Regions from separate parts of the Mus musculus genome. Here region 1 is linked to region 2. The links are chromatin contacts, called in public promoter capture Hi-C maps. All regions are on one chromosome and are shown on one strand. Each heading gives the region's core, a stretch centred on a gene start, on an enhancer-like site or on the middle of the called end of the contact. The rest is flanking DNA. Distances are from core to core; before and after follow the strand shown.

Region 1 (4,493 bases), core at 836-3,335, 340 kb before region 2:
GTGGCATATGTACCTGCTGTGCTTGTATGTGTGTGCATGCATAGGGGGTGTGTGGAGAACACAGGTTGATCTGGGTTTACAGGCCGCCCACCATGCCCACCGCCAAAACCCAGTGCTCATGCGGGGACGGCAGGTGCTCTACCCTGAGGCATCTCTCCACCCTTCGTTTGTTAGTTTTTAATTTATTTGGTTTATTTTATTTGGATAGTATTATCTAAAACAAGTTTCTTTTAGTTGATAAACAGGAGGTAAGCTGTGCTGCCATTATTTACATACTTGTTCACTAGTCCTGATGAACTCTTGGTAGATTTGAAAAATAGTAGTATATTCTGTTACTCTGTGTGACTAAATGAGTTTCAGGAGTATTTTAACAGTTTATATTTGGGGAGTTTACAATAAGCCATGTATATATGCACACTCTTGCATGTGCATACATGCGTGCGCATGCACACACACACATGCACGCACATGCACGCACACACATCCACATGCACACACACACATACACTCCCTGCCACTTGGAGGATGCTGTGGATCAGCAGCCGTAGCAGTACCTGGAAGTTGTTAGAAGTGTGGAATCTTGAACTTTGCAAAGTAAAGCAGCGTATTAACAAACTGTCACGTAACTCAGGTGTGTGAAAGGATGACGTGTGGTGTGCTGTCGAGAGGGTCCGCAAGGGTCTTCTCCACTGGAAGATTGTTGATTGAACTGGGATTGTATTTCTTTAATGGCTTGTTTCTCTTCTTGAGTCCTCTTTAGTAATTTGTATGTGGTTTCCAGTTTTCTAGGCTTAGAGATGTCTGCAGTGTTTCCATGCATAAGGTCATATAGACTGGATTTGGCTTGAAGGCTTCTCCCTGACAATTCTATGTTGTTGCCTTTTTTGATTTTAAGATGTGTGGCTCTGTAAGATACATTCCACTTGAGGGAAGAGAACTTACCTGAGCCTTTGATGGTCATTTAACATTGTACTGGCTATGAGGAAGAGGGCTGGGCCCTTAAGTTTAGAACCTTTAAAAACTGTTGCTTTGGAACCTGTTGCATGCATGGCGCTCATGTAGGTCAGGGGACAGCTGTAGGAGGCAGTTCTCCACCACGTCAGTCCAGGAATTGATTCAGATTGTCAGCCGTGGTGGCAAGTGTCTTGCCCACTAGGGCTTCTTGCAAGCCCAAGACCTTTTTCTAACTACCAAACTGTAAATTTACAAATGACATAAAGCAGCACTTGAGCTCAATGACATTAAAGAGAACGGTGGCTGCTTTGCCGAATCCAAGCCACGAGCATCCGGTGTTTGGATCTTACCATTTAGATTTTACTTTTGTATTTTGGCCTAAGTAATTCTAATACACACTATGCCTACCCTAATCCAATTAAAACATCAGGAATAGAAAAAAAAAAGTCTCAGTAGGCTTTTGATACAGTTGAAATATGAAAGCTGATAATGTGCATATCTTCTTATGCAGCTCCTAATTTGCACATTGGCAGCCAAACTTGTGGCACAGTTTAAGTGGTACTACTTGGTGCCAGCAGAATAATTTAGTCATAAAATTTCGTGACAGAAATTTTCAGAATTTACTTAGGCTAATCTTTTAAGAGTATTATCAAAATGAAAATAAGATTAGGGTCTAGAGAGATGACTCATTGGTTCAAAGCCCTTACAGTTCTACAAGAGGACCTGGGTTCAGTTCACAGAATCCACATGGTGTTTCACAACTGCCTTTAATTCCAGTTCCAAAGGATCTCACACCCTCTTCTAGCCGCCAAGGGCACTGGAGGCTACATGCAGGCTAAGCAGTCACACACATAAAATAAAAATAAATAAATCCTTTTAAAAAATAAAATGAAAGGGGGAGGGGGAGGGATAGGGGTTCCCAGAGGGGAGACCTGGAAAGGGGATAACATTTGAAACGTAAATAAAATAGCCAATAAAAAAAGTGCTGAGAAAAAAATAAATAATACAATGAAACTAAAAAATCATGGTGAAGGTTTGCTGATTCTCCCAAAGGTGAGAGGTGTGTGTTGAGGATCTAAGGCAGTGTCCTCCCAGTCATCTGTGTTGGCTGGGTAACTCCTAGGCAGTGGCTAGGACTCTCCTGGGCCTTAGGACTGTGTTTAGCAGCACTTTTAGTGCTGTCCGTTAGATGGCAGTATTGTTCTCAGCATACCAAAAAAAAAAAAAAAAAAAAGTCTTCAGTCATTACCAGAATGCCCACCAGATATTATATATATTTTATAGATGTATATATAGATGTATATATACATATAATATATTACATATAATATATATATGTGTAAATATATATTATATTATACATATAATATATATATATATATATATATATATATATATATGTAAAAGCTTGCCATTCAGTTGAGAACCACTGATCCAGAACAACTACAGTGATGTTTCTTCAAAAATCTAAAAATCTGAACTGTGTTAGAAATTCTGGACCAAGACTGAAATATTTTTATTATGTTTTATAGTAAGCTTATTGGGTAGCAAAACCTAATCCAAACTTTGAAGATTTTTTTTTACAACTTTTTGTCTCATTTGCGTCAGTATTTGTATACATTACTGAAGACACATGCAGAATTCTGCTTAGAACCTTCTAGAAGCAATGGAATAATTACTCCCAACTCTGAACCCCAAGACATAATTCCAAGATGAGACTACAGTAGGGAACTGCACATCTGGAAGCAGTGACTTCCTGACTTTAATCTTTTGCTGTCCGTATCTTACCATTTCATAATAAATCAAATGTAGGGTATGTTTTATCGTTAATTCTTCACTGTAGCCACTGAACGTGGTATCTAAGAACTTAGAAGCATGTGTTTGCGGCTTGCCATCCCGATGTGACATAACCCTCTCTTTGAATCTTTGAATTAGGTTGGCATCACCCTCTTTACCGTTTCACACAGAAAGTCCCTTTGGAAGCACCACGAGGTTTGTATTTCTTCCCTTGTACGGAGTGATGAATTTTATGAATCTTATGTAAATATGTGAATTTTGTTGACTGATTTTAGATTTCATGGTCACGTCACCATGTGGGCATACATTTTATGGAAAAGGGTGGTTTGAGCTTTACAGTATACAGTGGGACTTGATTTGGTATTATTGTTGTCAGTTTTGGAAGCGAGAATGTATATAACAATCTCTAGCTCTACTGAGATTAGAGAGCAGTTAGGTCTCTAGTGTCATAAGTGACTGCTGTGTAATAGCGATGGGTAAATGAGCTGTGTCGTTACCATTCAGGTTTGACAGAAGAGCAGAAAGTCTTAACAATTAGATGGCAAAATTTTGTTAGCATTTTCAGTAGCGGTCAGGACTATAAGGGAAAGATAGCATAATGCCAGCCATGTTTGTAGTATAATAAAATAGGATCTGTTAGATAGTCCCAGCCACTTACCAGACACCGTGCTGAAGTTCGAAGTAGTACAGGAAGTGCTATAGATTCTGGGTAGTGTCCTCAAGGTTAGTGGGGGAATGTCGAGAATAGAGCTCTTTTCTTCTCTCTGATTCTCTTATCTTTCCTTTTCAAACTTTGCTATTCCCTCCCTCCCCTCTCCTACCCTCCCCCTTTTCCTCCCCTCCTCCTTCCCTGTGCTGGATCCAGCCCTAGGCCTCATGTGTGTAAGAACAGCCACCGTGTAAGGGAAAGGAACACGAAGCAGCTAAAAAATAGCAAACAGAAAATAAACAGAAAACATATCTTTATATATAGACACTCACTAACTAGAAACAGAAGGCTTTGTTCTGTGTCTTTGGGGGCACACGTATAACTCCTTCACGTCTCTGCTGAACCTAAACAAGAGTCTTTCAAGTGGAGAGTGGTAGCTGACCATGAAGCAGTCAGTGCTGCACTGGTGAGCCACCCAGGCTCTGGCACCGGTCATCCTAGTAGCTCTGAGCTGCAATTCAGAGCTGTGAAAGCATCTTCTTTTGTGGGATGCCTGTGCATTGACTAGAAACGTGCAAAAGTCTGTTTTAGTTCTCCGAAATGGGGAAACATACCTGTTCTTAGTCTCTGACTTTCCTTTTTCTCCCCTAGTACTACCTGCATATGGATGGGAGAGGCAATTATGAATTCAAAAAGATCACAGAAGATACAGTTGAGTTCGGATCATAGAGACCATCTCAAGAACTTCATTTGCTTCAAAACAAGATAATGAACAGAATGCATTTGTAAATGCAAGATGCATTGTAAAATAAAGTTAAGCTTGTTTTTTTTTAAAAAAAACAAAGCAACAAATTGACTAGATATAGGATAATTGAAACATGTTAAAACATTTAATATTGTATAGGATATTGCTAATTGTGTATATGTTGGTTTAATTATTAATTATGTACTAAGAATGTCCTTATTCTTGTGGTTAAAAAACCTGCCTGAATTAAATTGGGCTTAAATCAGTGTAACCTGATTCATCCTGGGATGTAAACCATTTGAAGTCAGCTAATTTGACTTTTATGGCTCTGTCTTTTTCTTTCATGAA
Region 2 (4,610 bases), core at 963-3,462:
GGAGTTGCCGGGCGTGGTAGCTCACACCTTGAATCCCAGCACTAGGGAGGCAGAGGCAGGTGGATTTCTGAGTTCGAGGCCAGCCTGGTCTACAAAGTGAGTTCCAGGACAGCCAGGGCTAGACAGAGAAACCCTGTCTCGAAAACAACAAGAAAAAAAACCAAAAAACCCTGAGGAGTTACTGTTTCCAACTCTTACAGTTACAGTGATCCATCCAGCCTGAGTCTCTGCATTTCCTGGAGTTGTTGGCTCAATATGAACTACAAGGGGGAGAAGCAATGACTCCAGTCAGCAAAAAGAAAGCCAGCTTGGATACCAAGAACCAGGAAAAGTCAAGTCACTTGTAGGGCTGCCAAAGTCACCAGTCCCTCATTTACAATGCAAAGGTAAAGAGACTCAGTGGGCGCCAGAATCCCAGAGGGAATTGCAAATCATGCGCCCAGCGGCACCGGGCACAAACCACCCAGTTCTCACACGCCAACGCCCTTAACTTCCTAAAGCTGGAGCTATAAACTTCGAAGGACCGCTATTTTGCAAGAAAGTTTTCAGTTGGTGAGTGCTGTCGTCCAAACTAACTTTTCTGCCTCTTTAGGAAAACTTTTATACAGACAAAACATTTGAAAAGGTTAAAAACCCCCAAAGATTACAATTTTTGAACACAGAATAAAATTTAGTCCCTAGCTTCAAAGACTGTTTAGAATCTTCTAGATGAACTACAAAGGGGTGCGCTAGATACATCAGGAAAGAATAAACCACTCTCGCTTGGGTCTAACAACGGTACGCTTCATTACTTCTATGAAATTCCCTTCACACCCCAGCCACCCGCAACTCCAGGGGTGTTCGTAGCCCTGATGATGCCAAACTATTCTACCGGAGGTGGGACAGCTTGGTGACAATCCTGACATGCTTCGGCTCCCGGGAAGTTAATGGGAATTAAACCACAGCAGCCCTCCTTTGTGGCGCTTTGGCCGGAACAGCAAAAGGGAGACAATGAGCGGTCTGTGCGCAGTTCCACGCCGATTGGCTGGTCACCCCCACTCCCCGAAACCCCTGATGTCATGGACTTGGAATGCAGGCAGGGAGGAAGGAAAGAGAGGATTTGGGGAGGGGGGCGCCTCTCATCTCTTTTCCAGGCCAAAAGTCTGAAAGATAAACCCTGGTGCATTCTTGAGATGAGTACACAGCAAAGCAACGCAGCCAGATTCCAATCACTCCAAAATTGCAACCCGCCACAGCAAATAAACCTCGAACAAAAGCGACCCTGCCGAGATATCGTGACAATTCAACGCGCTGCAAACTTCTCAGGATTGCATTTCTAAGTCTCTCATCTACAGCTGATCCGGCTCGCAGGCTGCGCGTTCAGGCTTTGTCTGGGCTTCCCGCACCAGCGGCGATTGCATCAAGGCACCACCGACGGGCTCCCTTTCCGCCCGCGGGTCCCAGGGGTCGGCGGGACACTCTCCCATGGAGGAGGAGGAGGAAAGGAACAATGAGGGGCCCGGGTTGGCCACGTAACCGCCCAACTTCGCTTGTGGGAGGAGGGGGCCAGGATGGAATGGGAGGAGACGCAGGGTCCCGCGGCAGCCCCAGCCCAGGCGGATGGCGGGGGCGGCAACTCCCGGAGACCCAGCCGTAAGGCAGGGCCCCGCCTAAGGGCCACAGGCCACTCAGGAGCGCCCCCTTCCCGGAGGGGCGCACCCTACAGCCTTGGAGCGGGCCCTGCGGCGCTGCGGGACTCCAGGCGTCCGGGAACCCCCACCGCCCGCCGGGGCCGCGGCGCGGGAACAAAGCCAGCACCAACGCGTGCGAGCCAGGCTCCGCGAGCCGAGGAGCATCTCTCTCTCCCGCAGCCTCGACGTCTCTCCGCGGCGGCTCCCAGCGCCCCCACCGCCGCGGCAAACCCCCAGCCCGCCCGCGCGCGTACCTTGTTCTTAACTTCGGCGGAGAGCCCGTAGGAAGGGCCCTTGTTGAAGTGGGTCATGGCTGTTTGGACGACTGGAAGAGTTCTAGCGGTCAGTCACCCTCGGTGTCCCTGCTCTTAGCCCCAGCGGCGGCCGCGCGGGTGATGCACGAGCTCGCTCCCCTGCGCGGCGCCGGAGAAGCCCGAACGCCGCAGACGGACGCGGATGATGCTTCGAGGTTCGCTAGGACTCGAGTCCCGCGGAGGCTCCGGGTCGCTCTGGACTGGGACCGGCTGCCCTGCTCGCTGCCCGCTCCGCGGCTCCGCACGCTCTGCCCCCAGCCTGGTCTCCCCCCACCCACCCCCGGGCCTCCAGGGATTGGCCGGCGAGCCCGACCAATGAGCGCCGCCTCCTCCCCCCTCGCCTGCTCCAAGGCTTCCCGGCCAATGGCAGCGCGGCGGGCGCGGCGCTCCCTCCCGCGGGGTCCCAGCCCCCGGCCCCGCCCTCACGCCACCTAGGACCTCGGCGCCCCTCCTCCCCGCTGGTCAGCGGGCTGCGACCGCCCCGCCCCGGCGCCTAGGGGCTTCTCAGCCGCCTTGGTTCTCATCAACTCCCAGGCATCTGTGGCGCTCCGACGGTGGAGGGGGACAGGAAGCTCCCCGAGCTGGCCCGCCGCTGACCGGCCACTCCATCCGTCTCCTCCCGGGCTACAGCGCGCCCAGATGTTGCGCTGGAAACCCGGGGAGCAGCCTTCGAATCCACGTGCCAGGCCGGGGGCGGGGGGGGGAGGCCTGCGTGGACATCTGCCAAGTCTCCCTCCCCACGCAGCTGCCGCACCTGTGGGGCTGACCTCTGCCTCGGTCAACGCTCTTTGCCAAAGTCCTGCTCATCCTGTCTAAACTTTGAATGCAGAGCGAAAGAAATTGGGAAAGTGTTGTGGCACAGCCAGGTTTTGGGGGGAGGGGGTACAGCTTTTTGGGTCCTTTTCTGGAGTCCCACCAGTTGCCCTTGGCAAGCACCTTCACCGGGGGTTCAGCCAGCCCAAAAGGCTAGGTAGTTTATTTGTTTTTAATTAGAGGACTGCCTTGACTGAGAAGTCTACCTGCTTTGGTTTGTTTTTTAATCTCTTTGAATCAGCACTCTGTATTCTTTTCCGTCCCCTTTCCTTTCTTCTGATCTCAAAGGCAAACTGATAGAGGAAAGGTGAGAACAGAGAGCACGCTGTCCCCTGCCTGTGTTCCTGGCACTACACTGGGCTATATGTCTTTGAAAGATTAGCTCATTCACTTTCCCAAAACTTACTCGGTAGACTTCAGATCCGTTTTAGTGGCTTGAAGGCTGCAACTCAGAGATTCCTAATAATGACAGCTATCACTGCCTCCAGAGTGTCACCGCTTGCCTTGGTGTCTTGGGGCACATCTAGGACAGGTTTTAGTCCTCTGGGTGTCAGTATGTTGGTTTATGTTTCCCAAATACAGCTGACATTCCAGAAGAGACTACAGGACCAGGGTCAGCCACTTGCATGGAAAAGAGAAGCCCAAATAGCCCAAGTTGAACCTTTCTGGGATAGAAATAAGGGAGTGTGGCATAGTGTCTCAAGCACTCTATCCCAGCACAAAGAGGATTGCTGTGTTGGGATAGAACCAGAGGTCTGCCTAAGCTACAGAGAAAAGAAAAAGGCACAGAATTTCTGTCAGCTGAAAGAATTTTTCATCAACGCTATAAGGTGCAATGTGATAGAGCAGTAACGAGTCAAATGGGCAGAAACGTGAAGTAACTTCCAATGATTTACTGATTGCTTCTGAAGGTACTCAGAATAATTAGGGCATTCTTTCCGCAGAAAGATGATGCAGCTGACCCAGTATGATGATACAAGCAGTTGGGGCTGTTTTTCCAGTCCTGTGATAGTGGCTCTCTGTCATCCACAAGACCAAACCCACTTTTTAGAACCAATACTTGAGCCAGATATGAAGTCGAAATTACAACCCTCACCCCCCCACCCCCAGCTCTCCTTTAGAATCCCAAACCTCAGGGCTTCTGTTTGGCCACAGTGGGTAAGGAATGGTGGTCAGTGTCACTTGGCTAGCCTAAATCGTACTTGGTAGAATGCATGGGGGCGTTATTCAGTTCTGTCATCAAAGGCGTGGTTTCTAGTACTTAACAGGGTTGTCTTTAAGGACTACCGAGTTTCAAAGGTTCGTAATGTGAAATGATACTGCCAGTTGATAGTGGCAGCAGTCACAACGATGGAAATTTAACTCGCTGCTGGGAGTGAGTAGTGCTGTGTTCAAGAGTGAATGTGGAGGCGGGTATGAGGGAGCTCTCCTTCAGTCCTAGGGCCCTCGAGGTAGAGGTGTGTGGATCACTGTGAGTTCAAGACCAGCCAGTGCTGGTCCTAAAGAAGGAAAGAGAGGGGAGGGGTGTAAAGACTTTTAGAATTGGGTTAAGTGGGCCAAGAAATATCTGTGGTAAAGGTGCCGGATGCATAGCCTGACGACTTGAGTTTCCAGAGCCCACATGGAGGAAGAAGAGAGCCAATTCCATCAAGTCATCTCCTGACCTCCACTTGAAAGCAAATAAGTGAAATTTGAAAAAATAAAAATAAAAATTGAGAGTAATTGTTAATTGAGGCAAGACTGTTGAACAACAACAGATAAAGTACATTTTGAGACACACACACACCCTCTCCATAAAACACATCACAACCAG

The links. Promoter capture Hi-C pulls out the DNA fragments that hold promoters and counts their contacts.
Region 1: a promoter capture Hi-C map of hippocampal neurons shows a contact between it and region 2, with 3 times the contacts expected there. The contact joins the enhancer-like site here to the promoter of Cnn3 in region 2. A contact is called at or near these places in 3 of 39 promoter capture datasets (the 3T3-L1 cell line, hippocampal neurons and second pharyngeal arch cranial neural crest), 1 of 484 Hi-C or Micro-C datasets (granulosa cells) and 3 of 115 datasets of contacts at active chromatin or transcription factors (embryonic hindbrain, embryonic limb bud and large pre-B cells).

What each region holds. Positions count from the first base shown.
Region 1 is chr3:121,759,868-121,764,360 of GRCm38.p6, reverse strand. It overlaps Abcd3 (ATP-binding cassette, sub-family D (ALD), member 3), which reads left to right. Exons shown (of 23, transcript NM_008991.3): 22 at 2,890-2,946; 23 at 4,052-4,493. The coding sequence ends at 4,129. Among named protein-coding and RNA genes, the nearest start is that of F3, 39 kb to the right of the region's middle. Within about 2 kb of position 2,085, at least 19 of the 459 cell types and tissues checked have an H3K27ac peak or open chromatin away from gene starts, as enhancers often do. A contact at or near this core is called in embryonic limb bud, where this site is marked.
Region 2 is chr3:121,424,143-121,428,752 of GRCm38.p6, reverse strand. Cnn3 (calponin 3, acidic) reads right to left here and starts at 2,212. Exons shown (of 7, transcript NM_028044.2): 1 at 1,925-2,212. The coding sequence starts at 1,981.